Linked DNA regions of Macaca mulatta: region 2 is linked to region 1. The links are chromatin contacts, called in public Hi-C maps. All regions are on one chromosome and are shown on one strand. Each heading gives the region's core, a stretch centred on a gene start, on an enhancer-like site or on the middle of the called end of the contact. The rest is flanking DNA. Distances are from core to core; before and after follow the strand shown.

Region 1 (5,460 bases), core at 760-3,259:
CACCACGCCCGGCTAATTTTTTGTATTTTTAGTAGAGACGGGGTTTCACTGCGGTCTCGATCTCCTGACGTTGTGATCCGCCCGCCTCGGCCTCCCAAAGTGCTGGGATTACAGGCGTGAGCCACCGCGCCCGGCCGCGCTTATCTTCTTTCTCTTCTTTGGTTTTACTTCATTTTCTTAGTCTAGCTTTTTTTCTTTTTTGAAGATGAGGTCTTTCTGTTTTGCCCAGGCTTGTCTGGAACTCTTGGGCTCAAGTGATCCTCTCACCTCAGCCTATTTCTGATACTGATTTCTAATTTAATTTCATTGTGGTTAGAAAATATGTTTTATAAGACTTGATTCCTCTTAATATTTTTATGGCCTATAATATGGTTTATTTTGATAAGTGTTCCGTGAAAACTTGAAAATAATGTGTATTCTGTTGTTATGAGTAGTTTTCTATAAATGTCAATTCGATTTCTTTGGTTGTGTGTAAGTCTTTTATATACTTACTATTTTCCTGTCTAATTGTTCTGTCAATTATCAAAAGAAGGATTTGAAATCTCCAAATATAATTGGAAGTTGTTGTTCTGTCAGTCTTTGCTCCCTGTATTTTAAGCTTCTGTTAATGGGAACAAAGATGTTTACGTTGTTATGTCCTATTAATGAATTGACCCCTTTATTATAATAAAAATCCTCTTGGCCAGGTGTGGGTGGCTCACATCTGTAATCCCAGCACTTTGGGAAGCTAAGTCAGGAGGATTGCTTAAAGTCAGGAGTTTGAGACTAGCGTGAGCAACAAAGTGAGACTCCATCTCTACGCAAAATAAAAAAAGTCGAGTGTGGTGGCGAGCGCGTGTGGTCCCAGCTACTTGGGAGGCTGAGGCGGGAGGATCCCTTGAGCCCAGGAGTTGGAGGCTGCAGTGAGCTACGATTGCACCACGGCATTCCAGCCTAAGTGACCGAGTGAGACCCTGTCTCTGGAAAAGAAAAGAAACCCGATACTATTCATCCTTAGTGATATTCTTTCCCCTGAAATTAATTTTGTTTGGAATTTCCTTGCCCTAAAATCTGTCTACTCAGTTTTCTTTTGTGCGAGCATGGTATGATGGTGTTTCTGGTATATCTTTTTCTTATTGTTTTACTGCCATTGGGGTAATCACAGGACTCACCTGGTTTGTCTCCTGTCTCTCAAGGATTACTGTCCTTTGCCTGAGGTCCAGCATCGCAAGCCTGGGCGACAGAGCGAGAGCCCGTCTCAGAAAACCCCCCAATCCCCCACCTCGGTTCAAAGACCTCTCTTTTTTTCCTCCGCTGTCACGGTACAGGAAACAATGTGTAGTTTCCACTACCTGAAAGACTCGACTTGCTCTCCAAACACCAGTTCCCCGACAGGGTTCCCAGAGCGCAGGCTGCACGGCCCCAACACTCCCTGCTGCTTGTGAATCTTCGCCTTGCCTTCCCAGGGTCAGGAATGTGCGCTTCGGTGTCTCCAGACCCTAGCAACACCCGACGACTGAGCTGGCGCCGCTGGAGCCTTCGCTGCTTCCACCTCGCTCCTAACTGGCTGGCCCACCCAGCTGCCCAGGCCCGGGAGCCCAGGATCCCAGGCGCGCGTCTCCCCTTAGTCCCCGCCTCCAGCCACGCCCTCCACTCCTCCGTCGGCCTCGCCTGCAGCTCCCGCTCGCCCTCCCGGTTCTTCCTTGGCCCCGCCTCCAGCCACGCCCCCCACGTGCGCCATCGGCCCTGCCCCCAGCTCTCGCTCGCCCTCGCCTGTCCGCCCTCGGCTCCGTCCCCGCTTCGCCATCGGCTCCGCCTCCAGCTCCCCCTCGCCCTCTAAGGTCCTTCTTCGGCCACGCCTCCAGCCGCGCCCCCAACGCCGCTTCGTCGGCCCCCGCCTCCGGTCCCGCCCCCACGCTCCTACCATTTGGTCCGCTCTCCTGCACCGGCTGAGGTCGCGGCCGGTTTCGGAGAGAAGACGTCGACGTCAGCGCGCCGGGGCGGGGCTGGCGGCGGGAGACGCCGCGTTGAGAGCTGGGGCTCCGCCGTGAGCCGCGGGAGCGCTGCGCTGCCTGGCGGTCTCTCCCCGAGCGGAGCCTGCTTCCCGAGGCCTCCAGTGGTCGCCTGCCCGCGCCTGCGCAGCGTCCCGGGCCGAGAGGGCCACGGCGGCGGCCATGGCGCACCGCTGTTTGCGGCTGTGGGGCTGGGGCGGCTCCTGGCCCCGCGGCCTACAGCAGCTGCGCGTGCCTGGCGGCGTGGGCCCAGGCGAGCAGCCCTGCCTCCGGACGGTGAGTCCTACCTGGGCGCCCGGCGCCCTCCACCCGGCCTCGGGCCCACTTCCGGCTCGGGAGAGCGGGCGTCAAGGTCACTGGCCCCCGCCCTGCCGCCCCACGCGGGCCGTCCCTGCCGAGGGCCGCGGCCCCCCGCGCTGTCTCTTCGCCGACCGCTGAGCGCCGGTTCGCGCCCAGCCCTGCCGGTGGGATTCGAGTTTTGAAAACGCGCAGCTCCAGTAGAGCCGGGTCTTGGCGCTTCACCGGGGCGGCTGAAGCCTCGAAGGTCATGTTGGCTTGGTGGCCGTCCTTGTCCCCGCGTTCATGTCCCGGGAGCACGGAAGGAAGGCGTCTGTAGTTTTGAGTCAGCAGCACGAGCACGATGTTGTCGCAAGGACGGGTTTTGGAGTCAGGCTGCCTAACCTCTCCGAGTCTCCGTGTTCCCGTCTGCTGAATGGGGCCATTGCGGGCATTCCAGGACTGGCAGAATTAGCTATTATTATTAAGAATGTCACATTTTCGGAGCAGGGACTCTGTGTTCGTTGCATATTAGAGCCTGCTATCAGCGGGAGGCTCTTCCTCTGTTGGTAGCCATCCCTCTAGATACACACACAGGACCTGATACATGTTGCTGACATAATGATAGTGTGTGGACAGAACCATGGCCGTGATCTGCCTCAAGGAAAGGTTCACGTGTCCAATAATCGCTCTCACTGTTTAGGTGACTGTTCCTCATCCTCACGGTGGTGTACGGGTGGTGGTTGAGGTCCCCGGGTCGGCCAAGGGAACCTGGCTTGGCCTCCTGCTATCCCAGCGCCCTTGAGGTAGTCAGCTCAGCGTCTTCACTGTGAGGGGAGATAGGCCGGTGCGGGAACTCACGCCTGCGATCCCAGCACTTCGGGAGGCCGAGGCGGGAGAAGCTTGAGTCCAGGAGGTGGAAACCAGCCTGGGTAGTGTAGCAGACCCTCCGATCTACAATTTTTTTAAAATTTTTTATTTATTTATTTATTTTTAGATACAGGCTTTTGCTTCGTCGCGTAGGCCGGAGTGCAATGGTACAAACACAGCTCACTGCAGCCCCAGACTGAAGCAATCCTCCCGCCTCAGCCTCCCAAGTATCTGGGACTACAGCACCATGGTTGATTTTTAAAAATTTCTGGAGAGGCCGGGCGCGTTGGCTCACACCTGTAATCCCAGCACTTTGGGAGGCTGAGTCGGGCGGATCACCAGGCCAGGAGAGGGAGATCATCCTGGCTAACACGGTGAAACCCCGTCTCTACTAAAAATACAAAAATTTAACCGGACGTGGTGGCGGGAGCCTGTGGTCCCAGCTACTCGAGAGGCTGAGGCCGGAGAATGGTGTGAACCTGGGAGGCGGAGCTTGCAGTGAGCTGAGAGTGGCCACTGCACTCCAGCCTGGGCAACAGAGCAAGACTCCATCTCAAAAAAAAAAAAAAAATTCTGGAGAGGTGGGGTTCATCATCTTGCCCAGGCTGGTCTCAAACTCCAGGACCCAGGCGATCCTCCCACCTCGTCCCCTTTTTTTTTTTTTTTTTTTTTTTGAGACGGAGTCTCGCTCTGTAGCCCAGGCTGGAGTGCAGTGGCCGGATCTCAGCTCACTGCAAGCTCCGCCTCCCGGGTTCACGCCATTCTCCTGCCTCAGCCTCCCGAGTAGCTGGGACTACAGGCGCTGCCACCTCGCCCGGCTATTTTTTGTATTTCTTAGTAGAGACGGGGTTTCACCGTGTTAGCCAGGATGGTCTCCATCTGACCTCGTGATCCGCCCATCTCGGCCTCCCAAAGTGCTGGGATTACAGGCTTGAGCCACCGCGCCCGGCCCACCTCGTCCCCTTAAAGTGTTGGCATTACAGGCCTGAGCCACAGCTCCTGGCCTCTACGAATTTTTGTTTTCTTAAATTATCTGGGCTCAGTGGTTCACGACTGTAGTCCCAGCAACTCGGGGGACCAAGGCGGGTTGCTTGGCGCAGGAGGTTGAGGCTCCAGTGAGCTGTGATTGCACCACTGCACTCCAGCGTGGGTGACAGAACCTGTCTTTAAAAAAAAAAAAAAAGGGCGTGGAATGGGGGAATAATAGTGCCTGCATTCATGACTTTTACTCTTTGAGGCTCCCTTGCCAGTCTTAGATCAGTTTCTTCGCTCTGGTCATGCCACGCTGCCCTGCGGTAGGTCCTTTTTCAGTTTCCTGCATTGTATCCATTTCCCTGTTTTACCAAGCTCTGATCCCTTTTCTTCTTTTCCTTCTTTTTTTTTTTTTTGAGACAGGGTCTCTCTCTGTCGCCCAGACTGGAGTGCAGTGGCGTGATCTCAGGTCACTGCAACCTCTGCCTCCAGGGTTCAAGTGATTCTCCTGCCTCAGCCTCCTGAGTAGCTGGGATTACAGGTGCCCGCCACTATGCCTGGCTAAATTTTGTATTTTTAGTAAAGATGGTATTTCACCATGTTGGCCAGGCTGGTCTCAAACTCCTGGCCTCAAGCAATCCACTTGGCCTCCCAAAGTGCTAGGAGCCGCCCCCACCTAGCCTGACCCCTTTTCTTTTGCTGCTTGTGAATATTGGACTCAGACATACAGTTCTAGGTAGGGATCTGCGTTGTGAGCTTGCAGTTTTATGTCAAAAGTGTTACCCAGAGGCCTTCCTTTGGAGTGACACTATCGTCCCTGTAAATGTCACTCAGATGCTGATATATAAGGAAGTTCTCTGTGCTGACAGCTGTAGCTGATTAATTTGTGAGGGGAGGCGGGGGCAGTGGTGATACCTACTCTTTGGTACTCTGAAGATCTGCCTGGTGACACCTGGGCGTTATTGTGCTGTGAGGGAGTCTGACAGGACAGGTTTTCCTTTCTGTTCCTGCTACCGTTGAAGATCAGAGACAGAAGTACTGCTTTCACGGTGAGGTTCCTTGGGAAGAGATTCTGATGTGTTGAGAGATGAGTTCTCAGGTATTATGCCCAGAGGAATAAGGCTGATGATAAAGCAACTGAAAAGTGCTCGTGTTGTCAGACATAAAGGCTAATTCTCCAAAATGCGGAGCACTCAACTTAAGTGTTGTGAATTAGTATCTCTCACATTATTCCTTGAATGATAGACACGCAGAGCTTGGATTAGATATGCAGAGGAGAAGAAGTTTCATTGATGATTTCTTCATAGAATACAACCTCGGTGTTAAATTCAGTCACTGATTATTGCTAGGG
Region 2 (5,549 bases), core at 1,091-3,590, 250 kb before region 1:
CCTGCCTAAGCCTCCCGGGTAGCTGGGATTACAGGTATGCGCCACTATGCCTAGCTAATTATGTATTTTTAGTAGAGACGGGGTTTCTCCATGTTGGTCACGCTGGTCTTGAACTCCTGACCTCAGGTGATCTGCCCACCTCAGCCTCCCAAAATGCTGTGATTATAGGCATGAGCCACTGTGCCCGGCTGGGAGGATTCTTTTCAGCACAGGAGTTAGAGATTACAACGAGCTATGATTGCACCACTGGACTCCATCAAGCCTGGGCAACAGAATGAGACTCTGTCTCTTCACACACACACACTCAGGAAAAATTAAATAATGGAGGCTTGAAAAAATATTTTTGCATTGTCTCATCAGCAAACTGTGATTCAGTCTGAAAATTTTTCTTTAATTTACACAACACAAAAACTCTGGTTAAGATTTTATTGAGAATTCTCCATTTTTAAGCAATTATTGTCAAACATCAAACTTTGCTACAAAACAAAGGTATTGCCGGGCGCGGTGGCTCAAGCCTGTAATCCCAGCACTTTGGGAGGCCGAGACGGGCAGATCACGAGGTCAGGAGATTGAGACCATCCTGGCTAACACGGTGAAACCCCGTCTCTACTAAAAAAAATACAAAAAACTAGCCGGGCGCGGTGGCGGGCGCCTGTAGTCCCAGCTACTCGGGAGGCTGAGGCAGGAGAATGGCGTGAACCCAGGAGGCGGAGCTTGCAGTGAGCTGATATCCGGCCACTGCACTCCAGCCCGGGCGACAGAGCGAGACTCCGTCTCAAAAAAAAAAAACAAAAAAAAAAACAAAAAAAAACAAAGGTATTTTTGTGGCCGGTTGTGGTGCTTACACCTGTAATCCCAGCACTTTGGGAGGAAGAGGTGGGTGGATTACCTGAGCTCAGGAGTTCCAGACCAGCCTGGGCAACATGGTGAAACCCTGTCTCTTTTTTGTCTCTGCAAAAAAGTACAACAGTTAGCCAGGTATTGGTGTGCACCTGTGGTCCCAGCTACTTGGAAGGTTGAGGTGGGAGGATTGCTTGAACCTAGGAGGTGGAGGTTGCAGTGAGCTGAGATCATTCCACTGCACTCAAGCCTTGGCCTCAAGCGACTGTCTCAAAGAATAGATATTTTTGGGCCTTATTTTGTTTTTAATTTCCCACTGGAATTAAGGAGTAAGCTACTGCTTGTCCTAACATTTGAAATCTGATCAGAATTATGTAATACGGCTATAAAAGAGTATTTGGAAAGTTTGTGTTATAGGAAATATATTTGAATTATCTCAGGCCAACTAGCAGTAATTTGGGGTAAGTCACTTAACCTTTATAGGCTCCAATTTCTGTAAGCATAAAATAGTGGCTTGGCCTAAAATTCATATTTATGAAGTCTTTTCGAAGACAAATCTTCTTAACTAGTTGAAGCTAATAATTACACTTATATTCAGATCAGAACATCATACATCTATAATGGTTTAAAAATAATTATCTTAAAGGAGAATCAATCACATTAAGTAGGTGAAACATGATTATTGCTTAGCCTAGTATTTTCCAAGGTCTCTCATGAACCCACTGATACACTACTGTTAATACCTTTTATCTCAATCCTCTACTTTTCCTCAAAACATTTTTTTTCTTTTTTCTTTTTTTTTTTTTTGAGACAAGGTCTCACTGTATTGCCCAGGCTGGAGTGCAGTGGCATGATCTCGGGTCACTGCAGCCTCTGCCTCCAGGGTTCAAGTGATTCTTGTGCCTCAGCCTTCTGAGCAGCTGGGATTATAGGTGTGCACCACCACACCTGGTTAATTTTTTGTATTTTTTGTAGAGATGGATTTTCGTCACATTGCCCAGGCTGGTCTCAAACTTGTGAGCTCAAATGATGCTCCCGCCTCAGCCTACCACAGTGCTGGGATTACAGGTGTGAGTCCCCACGGCCAGGCTCAGGACTTCATTCTCGCTGTGTGTGAGTGTACACGGACATTGTAATGTAGGAGAAAGAGCTGAGCTGGTCAGGAGGCCTGAGTTCCAGTCCCACCTGTTTCATTTACTGCTTCTGCATTTTGTCCTATGACTGTATTTTCTCCTCTGTAAGACAGAAATAACAATATCTGACCCTTCAAGTTGTATAACTGAAGAGCACATTTTGAAAGTATGAAGTATCACTATAGATGTATAAAGTATTACAATTGTAGGCAATGAAAATTTAGGTTACAACATTAAAAAATATGCTGTTTTTTTTTTTTTTTTTTCCTTTCTGGTGCACTTTTCTAGGTGAATGTGCCCCTTAGGAGCACCTGTCCACAAGTGTCTGGGAAAAGCTTGGGCTGCACAGTGACGGTGCTCCCTGAAAGACTCAGAGCAGCGCGGCCAGCACTTCCAGAGTATGAAGCATGAAGTACATTTATTCTACAAGAATAATAAGTAAATATAAAAAAAGTCAAGGATTCCATTTTTAAAAAATAACAAAATCAACAAAAACAAAACCATATTCAGAGTAACACATCGGACTTCACAGCACTTTGAAAAAGACATTTAAATGTTGATTTGAGTTGTTCAGACATTTTAAATGTGAAGTCACAGAGTAAAAATACAATCAATGACTGAAATTGGGAACAAAATATCCTGAACATAAAGGCATTTCAATCTTTGGATTTTTTTTTTTTTTCCTCTTTGAGATGGAGTCTCACTCTGTCACCCAGGCTGGAGTGCAGTGGTACAATCTTGGCTCACCGCAATCTCCGCTTCCTGGGTTCAAGCGATTCTCCTGCCTCAGGCTCCCGAGTAGCTGGGATTACAGGCATGCATCACCATGCCTGGCTAATTTTCTTTGCATTTTTAGTAGAGATGAGGTTTCACCACGTTGGCCAGGCTGGTCTCAAACTCCTGGCCTCAAGTGATCTGCCTGCGTTGGCTTCCCAAAGTGCTGGGATTGCAGGCATGAGCCACTGCGCCTGGCCCCAAATATGAATTGAAAATGAGAAAATGGGACAGTGCTGTTATTCCACAGGGCTGCTTGAACTCCACTGAGAAGATATTAACTGCTGGTAGCCTTTGAGTGGTCAGCAGTCACTTTCAGAGTGTTGTGATGATGGAGAACAGTAAGGCTTATCAATTTTGTTTTCTGCTTTTTTGAGACAAAGTTTCGCTCTTGTCGCCCAGGCTGGGGGTGCAATGGTGCAATCTCGGCTCACTGTAGTCTCTGCCTCCCAGGTTCAAGTGATTCTCCTGCCTCAGCCTCCCAAGTAGCTGTGATTACAGGTGCCTGCCACCATGCCCAGCTAATTTTTGTATTTTTAGTAGAGATGGGTTTTTGCCATGTTGGCCAGGCTGGTCTCGAACTCCTGACCTCAGGTGATCTGCCTGCCTCGGCCTCCCAAAGTGCTAGGATTACAGGCGTGAGCCACCATGCCCGGCCAGCTTATCAAAACTTTAAGGAGTACTGAAAATCATTTAGAAGTTAGTAAGTTATGGTCTTTATACAAAAAAGAGTCAAGCGTTCATGTTGTATAACTAAACTTAGAAGACTGCTAGGATTTTAAAGATTTTCCTTTATTTTGTGTAGAGAAGAAACATCACACAATATTCTACTTGTCATCTTTCCTCAACTTAATTACATATATGCTCACACAGGCAAAATATTTAAGTATATCATAGCCATGAATTGTTACTTGACAAAAAAAAAAAAAAAGCTCCTGTGTTGAATATAACCGTCCTGTGATACAGTGCAGTAATGTCTCCCTCTCAAAATGTGTATATATTTAAACAATCATCACTCAAGGAAAATCCCAGTGTTGCAAATTTGTTTTTAAGAATGCATCTTTTGGCCGGGCACAGTGGCTCACATCTGTAATCCCAGCACTTTTGGAGGCTGAGGTGGGTGGACTACTGAGGTCAGGAGTTTGAGACCAGCCTGGCCAACTTGGTGAAAGCCTGTCTTTACTAAAAATACAAAAGTTAGCCAGGCATGGTAGCGTGTGCCTGTAATCCTAGCTACTCCAGAGGCCGAGGCATGAGAATCGTCTCAACCCAGGAGGCGGAGGTTGCAGTGAGCTGAAATCACGGCACTGACCCTAGCCTGGGTGACCAAGTGAGACTCTGTCTCAATCAAAAAAAAAAGAGAAACTGCATCTTTTTCCATTGATTAGAGGGATGACTAAAAAAATAATGCATCTTTTAAAAAATAAAGTTCGGATTTCCTTTACTCACTTCCTCCTTCCCTGTACTGTTGTCTTCAAGATTTATTTACTACCCTATGCCAGGATTAGCAGGTTAATGGCTCATAGATTCCCCAGCTTATTAAACCCATTTATCTTGTTTACTGGTGGGAAAGGCAAAGACAAAAATGTTTTTGGCTGTAGTTGTCCAAGTGCAATGGGCAGCAGTATCCCATAAGGCCAGAAGGTGGTAGTGTTGTCCATAAAAGTAGATCATTTTTTTCCCTGGCTTGTTCAAAATATTTTAAACCAGTCTGTATTTTCAAAATTCACACTGGATACACTTTTGAAATAGCAAAATATGGTAATGTTTGTCTGTTTTTAATCAAGAGGACAGAGATATATTTTTATATATATAGTGTCACACATAAGGAATTATATGTTTGCCTCTCCGGGCTTTGGCACGCATAGATACTGCATTGTTACAAATGAGATTAGGAACCTATAATTAAGTGATACTACTTTAAGGGGTTGTTTTGTATCTCTCGTACTGAAATTATAATAAATTGCCTGGAGAGCTTTCTTCTCCTCTTCCAATTTATTTTTTACTTATTTATTTACTTTTGAGACTGACTCTTGCTCTGTCCCCCAGGCTGGAGTGCAATGGTGTGATCTCGGCTCACTGTAACCTCCATCTCCCAAGTTCCAGCGATTCTCCTGCCTCACCCTCCCGGGTACCTGGGATTACAAGCGTGCGTCACCACACCCGGCTAATTTTCTTTGTATTTTTAGTAGAGACAGGGTTTCACCATGTTGTCCAGGCTGGTCTTGAACTCCTGACGTCAGTGATCGTCCCGCCTCAGCCTCCCAAAGTGCTGGGATTACAGGCCTAAACTACTGCGCACGACCCTCTTTCAATTTCTTCATCTTCCTTTTCGTCCTGTTGCTTTTCTCCCTCCTCCCCATCCCAGCTGTATGTAAGATGGTATCTTATTTTCATAGACGGTTGTAATTTAAATAGACTGTTGTAGTTTCTACCGCAAGATACGATTGTTGAAAGCGTGATTTCTAACATTTCACATAAAACTGCCGTAAAAGGTTGACAGGAATTTAATACACATTGCCTATTTGGTTGATGCTTTCAACACTCTGTAGGGCTTTCACACAGGACTAGCCTCAGTGGAATTTTATCGATTAAATTCATCTACCAATGGATGATTAATAATTATCCGTTTTATTGCATATTTAATAGGTGGGGGGGGCGGAATTCTTTATTTCTATGGCTAATTGCCCTCAGTTCAATTTTACCACTGTGATATTCATTCCACACGCTCTGATGAGTGTGGTACTTGAGACACTACCTTAGTGAGGGAAGGGACGAATGTTACAAATGAATCCGGAAGGA

The links. Hi-C and Micro-C count contacts between places; a contact is called where the count stands out from the background.
Region 2: a Hi-C map of fetal cortical plate shows a contact between it and region 1, with 3 times the contacts expected there. The contact joins the promoter of SPIRE1 here to the promoter of AFG3L2 in region 1. A contact is called at or near these places in 6 of 14 Hi-C or Micro-C datasets (CD4 T cells, blood, fetal cortex germinal zone and 3 more).

The regions. Positions count from the first base shown.
Region 1 is chr18:83,080,994-83,086,453 of T2T-MMU8v2.0, reverse strand. AFG3L2 (AFG3 like matrix AAA peptidase subunit 2) reads left to right here and starts at 2,009. Exons shown (of 17, transcript XM_077975364.1): 1 at 2,009-2,267. The coding sequence starts at 2,154. LOC144336549 (a long non-coding RNA gene) reads right to left here and starts at 4,321. Exons shown (of 3, transcript XR_013408433.1): 1 at 4,034-4,321; 2 at 3,358-3,427; 3 at 2,001-3,144.
Region 2 is chr18:83,334,315-83,339,863 of T2T-MMU8v2.0, reverse strand. It overlaps SPIRE1 (spire type actin nucleation factor 1), which reads left to right and starts at 2,340. Exons shown (of 16, transcript XM_077975376.1): 1 at 2,340-3,088. The coding sequence starts at 3,076. All of the region lies in intron 2 of LOC114673764, which reads right to left.